Linked DNA regions of Mus musculus: region 2 is linked to region 1. The links are chromatin contacts, called in public HiChIP or PLAC-seq maps. All regions are on one chromosome and are shown on one strand. The core of a region is the stretch at or near the end of the contact, and the rest is flanking DNA. Distances in the headings are between cores, read along the strand shown.

Region 1 (3,601 bases), core at 683-3,182:
CTGGGTCCTTGTTTTGAAAGATGGCCTCTAACCCATACCGTTTCACATACAAAGGGTGCCAAGGAGCTCAACCAAATAATTGACTATTTCTTACTGGTAACTCATTCGTGCCCATGACTGATTGCTTTGTTACCAGAGTGGAATGACTGGGTGGAAGTTAAATGTACCAGAACTCCTTCACATTACCCTGGAATCTAATACTGAGCACTTTTCAGTTAATAGGACACACACTGCAGAGATAGCTAGCTATGTCTCTGTCCACCAAAGCATTAGAAATGTCTCTATCCAACAAAGCAATAGAAAAGAAACTCAACTTTGACAAGCACGCTGATGATATGATTCTGCGATTCTGCTTCTAAATCTCCACCAGTATGCATTCATTCTTTTTATTCACTAATACAATGCCAGACAGCGTAATAATTTAATACTACAATGTTTTCCCATTAATGCAAGCTTGGGTAATTAATCATTAATCGCTGTCACAGAGCAGTATTTTGAAATAGTGAAAAAAAAATTCTATTTAACAATTCATCCCCCAAGCAAGCAATTCTTTACTCTGTGATGAGGTCCAACAGCAAAACAAAGAAGGAAATGCAAATAAAATCATCTGCTTCCCTGGTATCTCCTTTGCAATGGACACTTATTGTGGAAGGGTGGGGGGTGGGGGTGTCCTATGGAATGTCACTCCTCCTACATTCCAGAGATTTCTATATACATCCGAGTATGCTAAGAATAAGAATGAGAATAAAAAAAAAAGACAAAAAGTCTCAACTTAATAGCCTTCAGAATGTTGCTCGACGGGATTCAGAATTACGGAACACTGGCTTATGAAGATTGAGCCTGGCAAACAAAAGTTGCTTTTCTGTTTTCATAGCCTGTTCACATAAAGATCTGTAGACAACTTAGTTGCAGATACAGCCACCCCCTTGGCTTTGGGGCCGGGTGTCTGGGAATGGAGCTCAAGGCCTCAAGTGTGCTAGGGGAGAACTTTACTCTGGAGCTATACTGCAGCCCCAACCCCTCAGCGTTAAGTCAGCCCCTCAGCTGGGACTCTGTGAGTCCTAACTTCTGAAGTGTGCATTGTGAGCCATTTAAGAAGCCTCTTTCCTTCTCTGACCACACCACTTTCCTTCATTCAACAACTGAGGAGCTAGAAAATAATTAAACAGACTAATAACAAATGGCAACTATATATTAATCCCTCGAGTTTCCCCCTCTTGACTGACTGCTTCCATAACACTGGTATTTCTGCATTTCTATGGCTGTCGGCAGTGCCTAGGAGAGCTAATACATGACACATTGCTTGACAACAACACAATTCTGACATAGTCATTCAAACAATCTCTACGGTTAGTTATTCGCCACTCCCTTGACAGTGGTAATTTTTTTTAGTGTAGTGTTTTCCTGAGACTGTAATCTTTCAATGACATAACGTTGAAGCTAATATGAACAGGAGTCACATAGCATCTCGGGAAAGGCTAAGCACCGTTGTCCTTTCAGAGGGAAGGGTCATAAACCCCTGCCTCACCCACTGAGTCACTGGTGACCTGGTCTCTGTTTACACGTTGACACGATTTATCACTTCTGACATATAGTGTCAGTAATTTCAAGAGCATTTTCTATTCAGTTTCTGGAATGAACAATCAAACAGATGACTGTCAGTGAACAAAGGGGCAGGGTAAGTAAACAGCTAAGACAGATACCTTGTGGTAAATTAACCAACTCCTCCCCCATTGGCAGATCTGGCCTGAGGGATGACTTAGAGAGGATATATACACAATGGATTAGCCTCCCCTTCCCACTCCTCAACCTTCTTGTACATGTGCAAACACGGAACTACTCCCAAGGAAAAATCCAGCACTCTGGAGAGCACACACTCACTCTCGAAAACTCTGAGTCACTGGAGGAAAATGCTGTTTTATTTCATCCATCACAAGGCTCACAGTTATAAACACTAGGCTGAGGAGGAAATGAGCATACAGTTGTGACAAATACCGAGCATGTAAATCACTTGGTGAGTTATGAATTATGATTCTCAAGGAAGAACTCTGAGGATATTCTCTTGCAAGGATAAAAAAAAATGTTCTGTGAGATCTAAAAATAATTCCATGAATTTAAGCACACTTAATGGAATACAGGCAGGGCCTCAAGTTAAAGGAAATTCAAGTACCCATGTATGGAAATGCTCTCTTTTACAAACAGAAATGCTTTGCATAGTACGTGGTCTTGAATTTCACATGTGGACTTTCTAAAGGGACACTGACTTCAGGTCACTGGCTCTGAAGCAAGAATCAGATTACAGGATAAACTTCCAGATGCTCCCATGGCCTGTGTTCTTGGCCTGCAACCCTCTGTTCCATCCCTCCAGCCCAGTAGAATTATATCTTTATCCCTCTCAAGCCTTCCCTTCTATGGAGGAACAAACATAATTACTGCTTGCTTAGCACATCAGAGGGTTGTTCTTTTGGGAAGGATTAAAACTAGAACACAAAATAACTTGGGGTACTCTCACGGTTACCTAAGTAATTTTCTCAGCTTCTCCACTGCTATGGTCTGAGTGTTTGTGACTCTCCTAAAACTCCCATAGTTCAAGTAGAGGGCAGGGCCCTATGGGAGGTGGCAAGATCATGACTCTGAACCTCCTGAATGCAACTAGTGCCTTCAGTCAATAGGCCTTGCCCTTCTACTATGGGAAGTTGTGGTGACAAAGTAGCACTTATAAAGGACAAGACGTTAACTTATAAAGGAAGTGGGCCCTTACCAGACACCCAGTCTGCAGCGGCCTTGAGCTTGGACTTCCTAGGCCCCAGCACTGAGAGAAATAACTTCCTGCTATATGCAAGCTACTCATGTTCCGGTACTTGTTACTGTAGCCCAAATGGACTAAGCTCTGTCTCAAGATGCCTACATTTCCTCCTTCATCCCTTGCTATTATCTATCCCTCCCCACTGTCCCCCTCCCCACAAAGGACTGTCCTTAGAATTACACTAGAACATTGGCTTCTTTCACAGATCTTTCTCTCTGTAGATATATCCTGACTTCCCTACTTAGGTGTGACACACAGAAAGCCATCTATAAAACTTAACATGGCTCAGACATGAAAGGTTTTAAGAACTTGAATTGACATTCTACTGTTGGCTAATCTTAAAAAAAAAAGAAAAAAAAAAGTTCTATCAAACTTCATTTTCCCCCTTGATCAGAAAGCTCTTTATCCAAAGTACAAAATTCTGGGATATCTTTTTTACTTCCTGTCTTCAAAGATTAAAAAAAAAAATTAAAGCCATTCATGGAAGAATGTATTGATACATGGAAGGGATTGGTGACCTATGGGTTATCTTATTAGCCATCCACTCAAGAAGCACATTTCTCACGTTAGTTGTTACAGTTTGTACCAATGTTGTTCTAACAGCATAGATGCAAATGTGTATCTTTCACATCACTTTTATGATTAGGTCTACTGTTTTTAATTTTTATGATTATTTTAATTTTTATGATTACTAAGACAAGGTTCCATGTAGCTCACTCAGACTGACCTCGAACTTGCTCTGCACACCCATGGGTGACTTTACTCTTCTGATTCCCTGATTTGTCAGCCCACCTG
Region 2 (3,343 bases), core at 6-2,505, 74 kb before region 1:
GTGGTGTGTGTGGGGGGGGGGTGTAGAGAGAGAGGAGATAGACAGAGAATGGGAGGGGGGATGAAAGAAATCAAAGAAAAATATTTTAATGTTGACACCTCAAAGGTAGACAAATCTTTAGGATGTCTTATTCTCTCCAGGAAATATCTGGGGTGCTTTGTGTTAAACATAAGTTAAGAATGACATTTTATAACCCCATCAACCGTCAAAAAAAGAAAAAAAAAGAATTTTGTTATTATAAAGATCAGTGAGTATGTACATTACAGAATTTATTTATTTTTACTCATTATAAAACCTAGATATAAGATGCTGGCAATCAGGCCTCCTAAAGGCATATTAAAATTAACTGGTGTGTGTGTGTGTGTGTGTGTGTGTGTGTGTGTGTGTGTGTGTGTGCGCGCGCGCGCGCACGCACGCTCGTGAGTGTGTCTTTCATTCTCACACAACCTTCCAGAAGCACAAAGTGATTTAACTAATCACAGCTACAGAATCATTGATTAAATCATGTTTTAACTTTTAAAAAATAGTTGAGAGACCATTAGGAAAAAGATTCAATATTAAATGACAATGGATATTGATGAGCTTTTTAGAGTACAAATTAAAGCTAGACAGAGAAACATTTTTACTTTTTAAGAAATAGACACTGAGAACATAAGATTGAGGTGTGTTACCTGAATTCATCTTCAAATGGTTAAGTAAAAGCAGGTAGATGAGCAGACAGTATTAGAAACAGCCAAAATGGAAACACGATGTCAGACAATAATGATGTGATGTTTGTAAGTGTTATTATTGCCTTAACATTTATCATAATACTTTCAACATGTGAAAGAAAGTTGGCAAGTGCTTGGAACAAATAACTAGCAGCTGTTTCAAGCAGACTTCTGCTTAAATCAGATCCTTCAGTTCCTGAGTCAATTGTCTGACGAGTGTTTGAAGTGCCAAGAATGGCCAGTAAAGAGATTTCACTCCACCATTGTTAATCTTAACGTCCTGGTGTGAACATGGCCAGGGACTACCTTCCTCCTGCTGTTACCAAGCTTAGCCAGCAGGCTCTGTCTCAGGCTATGAGACTGACATTTTAAAGTCAGTCTTTAGATGCATCAGGCTTTTCAAACACACATAACTCCATACTTTTGGAAACATCAGTGTAAATCACAAATGACTTCTGATCTTATAAATGTTAAAGTGACTGATTAGTAACTATGTGACCGTTGTAAATCGCCCAGTCTGTCCCAGCAGCCTAAGGACTTCACCCTGATAGGTCCCCCACAAATGAGTCATCTGCAAATTACAATCTGACTCAAATACAACAGCTCTTAGTGAGTGTGGTTTCATTGCGATTTCCGGTTGGCATTATCACTGTCAGGGAACTGGGAAAGTACAGTCGACCACATCATGCCTTACATTTTAAAAGAACTGATACCAAACAAATGATAGATTGGCATGCCTCTCCTGTCTATTCTCACCAGGTAATGGGATAATAGAACTACAACCACAGTCTTATCTACAAAAAAAAAAAAAAAAAAGTCTTCTGACCACACTGACTCTGACATCGGTGAGCGCAAACATCCTTTAAAGAGGCACAGACTGCGCTGAAATCACTCATCCTGAGTCAGTGCCATAAAAAGTGAGGAAGGCTGTAAAGAACACTAGTCCACAATTCCATGTCCCTTGAACCTTCTAACTGCATACGTCCTTAGTTCAAATGACTGGGAAGCCAGGTTTCCCTTGTACCCAAAACAACTTGCAATTACCCCACCAGAGCTTTACTCTCCCCCACAGCAAGGACCGATGTGCTCTCCAGTCTCAGACAATTATGCTCTCTGGTAAATGAGTCATTCTCCAACTTCTAGCACAATCTGTGTAAATGGCAATATCTCAACTACTAACTCAGTTACCTCATGCAAAAAGTGTTGAGTCCAGAACTACTCTTCTGTGTTCCTGTACACATGCAGCACACAGGTGTGGGTGCACATATGTGTGCGAGTGTTCAAGCACATGCAGGGATATGTGTGCAGAGGCCAGAGGCCAATCTCCAGTATTGTTTTTTAAGAGATGTCCACCTGGCGTTTGTTTGATTGTTTTATGGTTCTTGAGACCAAAACAGGATATCTTGTTCGTCAGGAGTTAGCCTAGCAGGTTATACTGGCTGGCCAGGGCCCAGGAATCCTACTGTCTTAGCCTCCCCAGTGCTGGGCTAACATATGCATATCACCACACTCCACATTATTGCATGAATTTGAGGGATCAGACTCATTCCCACCCTTGCATGGCAAGCATTGAACCAACTGAGTTTCTGCCCAGACCTAAAGGGCTACCAATTTCTTACAATAGAAAAACAAAAACAAAAAATAACAACGAAACTTTATAACCCTATTTTTTTGTAATGCACCAGGGTAGCTAAATGCAGGAAAAGTATTTTGAAAAACATGGATAGATAGATAGAGCAGAAGGCAATTATTCTCATCATGATGAAATATTCCTCTATTCTAATCATAGTTAGAATAGAAACATAGCTAGTTGCATGAATTTCATCCTCACAATGTGTCAGAAACAAATGCTAAATATCTTTCTTGTTTAATGTCACCAGAGAACTCTCACAAAGCAAGCACTACTTCATAAATGGTATTTTATCATTTTGAGCATTTATTTTCTCTCAATTCTTATAAAATACTCTGGATGAATAGTTCCACAGAGAAATTAGTTTTTCCACTAGGGCTCTATAAATACAGATTTTTTACAGAAAAATCAGTATATTTTGCTCTCAGCACTTGGTCCTTCTCAAATAGTCTACAAGCTTCCAATGCCTGTTGCAAGATGAAGGAGCAGCAACACAGGTAATAAACAACGCCAGTAACTCTAGCACTGGGCACCTGATGCTCTCTTCAGGCCACCAAGGTCACCAGCACTCTCACACTCTCACGTGCATCCCTATACACACACACATACACACACACAAATATATACCCTCCTCAGGAGTCAGTCATAACTCATGCTTGCAGTCCCGGCAGTTAGGAGGTAGAGGCAGGAAGATCAGAATTTCAAGGTCATCTTTGGCAATATAGCAAGTTTTAGATAACTTAGATTATTTTGAAACTCTCTGCCTTGAAACAAACACTTGAAACAAGTGAAACTTTGTCCAGTTTCACTTAACGTTTATTACTCTTCAAGGAACGCTAGCACCATGGTGATATTGGAATGTAGTCACTAGAGATAATTACCTACCTCAAGAACAAATTAATATAAAGAAATTGAGTAACGCCTATAAATGTTAATAGACCTAAAAATGCCTTTTTACTGCAGGTTGAGTTCATAATGAGTATAAAAACAGTTAAGTTATATA

What was found. HiChIP or PLAC-seq counts read pairs in DNA pulled down with a chosen protein or histone mark.
Region 2: a contact with region 1 is called in a KLF4 HiChIP or PLAC-seq map of embryonic fibroblasts, with 15 read pairs. The contact joins two enhancer-like sites. A contact is called at or near these places in 12 of 484 Hi-C or Micro-C datasets (the 3T3-L1 cell line, the C2C12 cell line, MC3T3-E1-derived osteoblasts and 5 more), 5 of 115 datasets of contacts at active chromatin or transcription factors (embryonic fibroblasts, embryonic stem cells, extraembryonic endoderm stem cells and 2 more) and 2 of 9 other capture datasets (adipose tissue and pancreatic islet).

What each region holds. Positions count from the first base shown.
Region 1 is chr14:101,803,407-101,807,007 of GRCm38.p6, reverse strand. All of the region lies in intron 2 of Lmo7 (LIM domain only 7), which reads right to left. Among named protein-coding and RNA genes, the nearest start is that of Lmo7, 75 kb to the right of the region's middle. Within about 2 kb of position 1,932, at least 85 of the 459 cell types and tissues checked have an H3K27ac peak or open chromatin away from gene starts, as enhancers often do. A contact at or near this core is called in the C2C12 cell line, adipose-derived mesenchymal stem cells, embryonic fibroblasts and 2 more, where this site is marked.
Region 2 is chr14:101,877,168-101,880,510 of GRCm38.p6, reverse strand. The region is part of intron 6 of Lmo7 (LIM domain only 7); the gene reads right to left. Among named protein-coding and RNA genes, the nearest start is that of Lmo7, 150 kb to the right of the region's middle. Within about 2 kb of position 1,255, at least 79 of the 459 cell types and tissues checked have an H3K27ac peak or open chromatin away from gene starts, as enhancers often do. A contact at or near this core is called in the C2C12 cell line, adipose-derived mesenchymal stem cells, embryonic fibroblasts and 2 more, where this site is marked.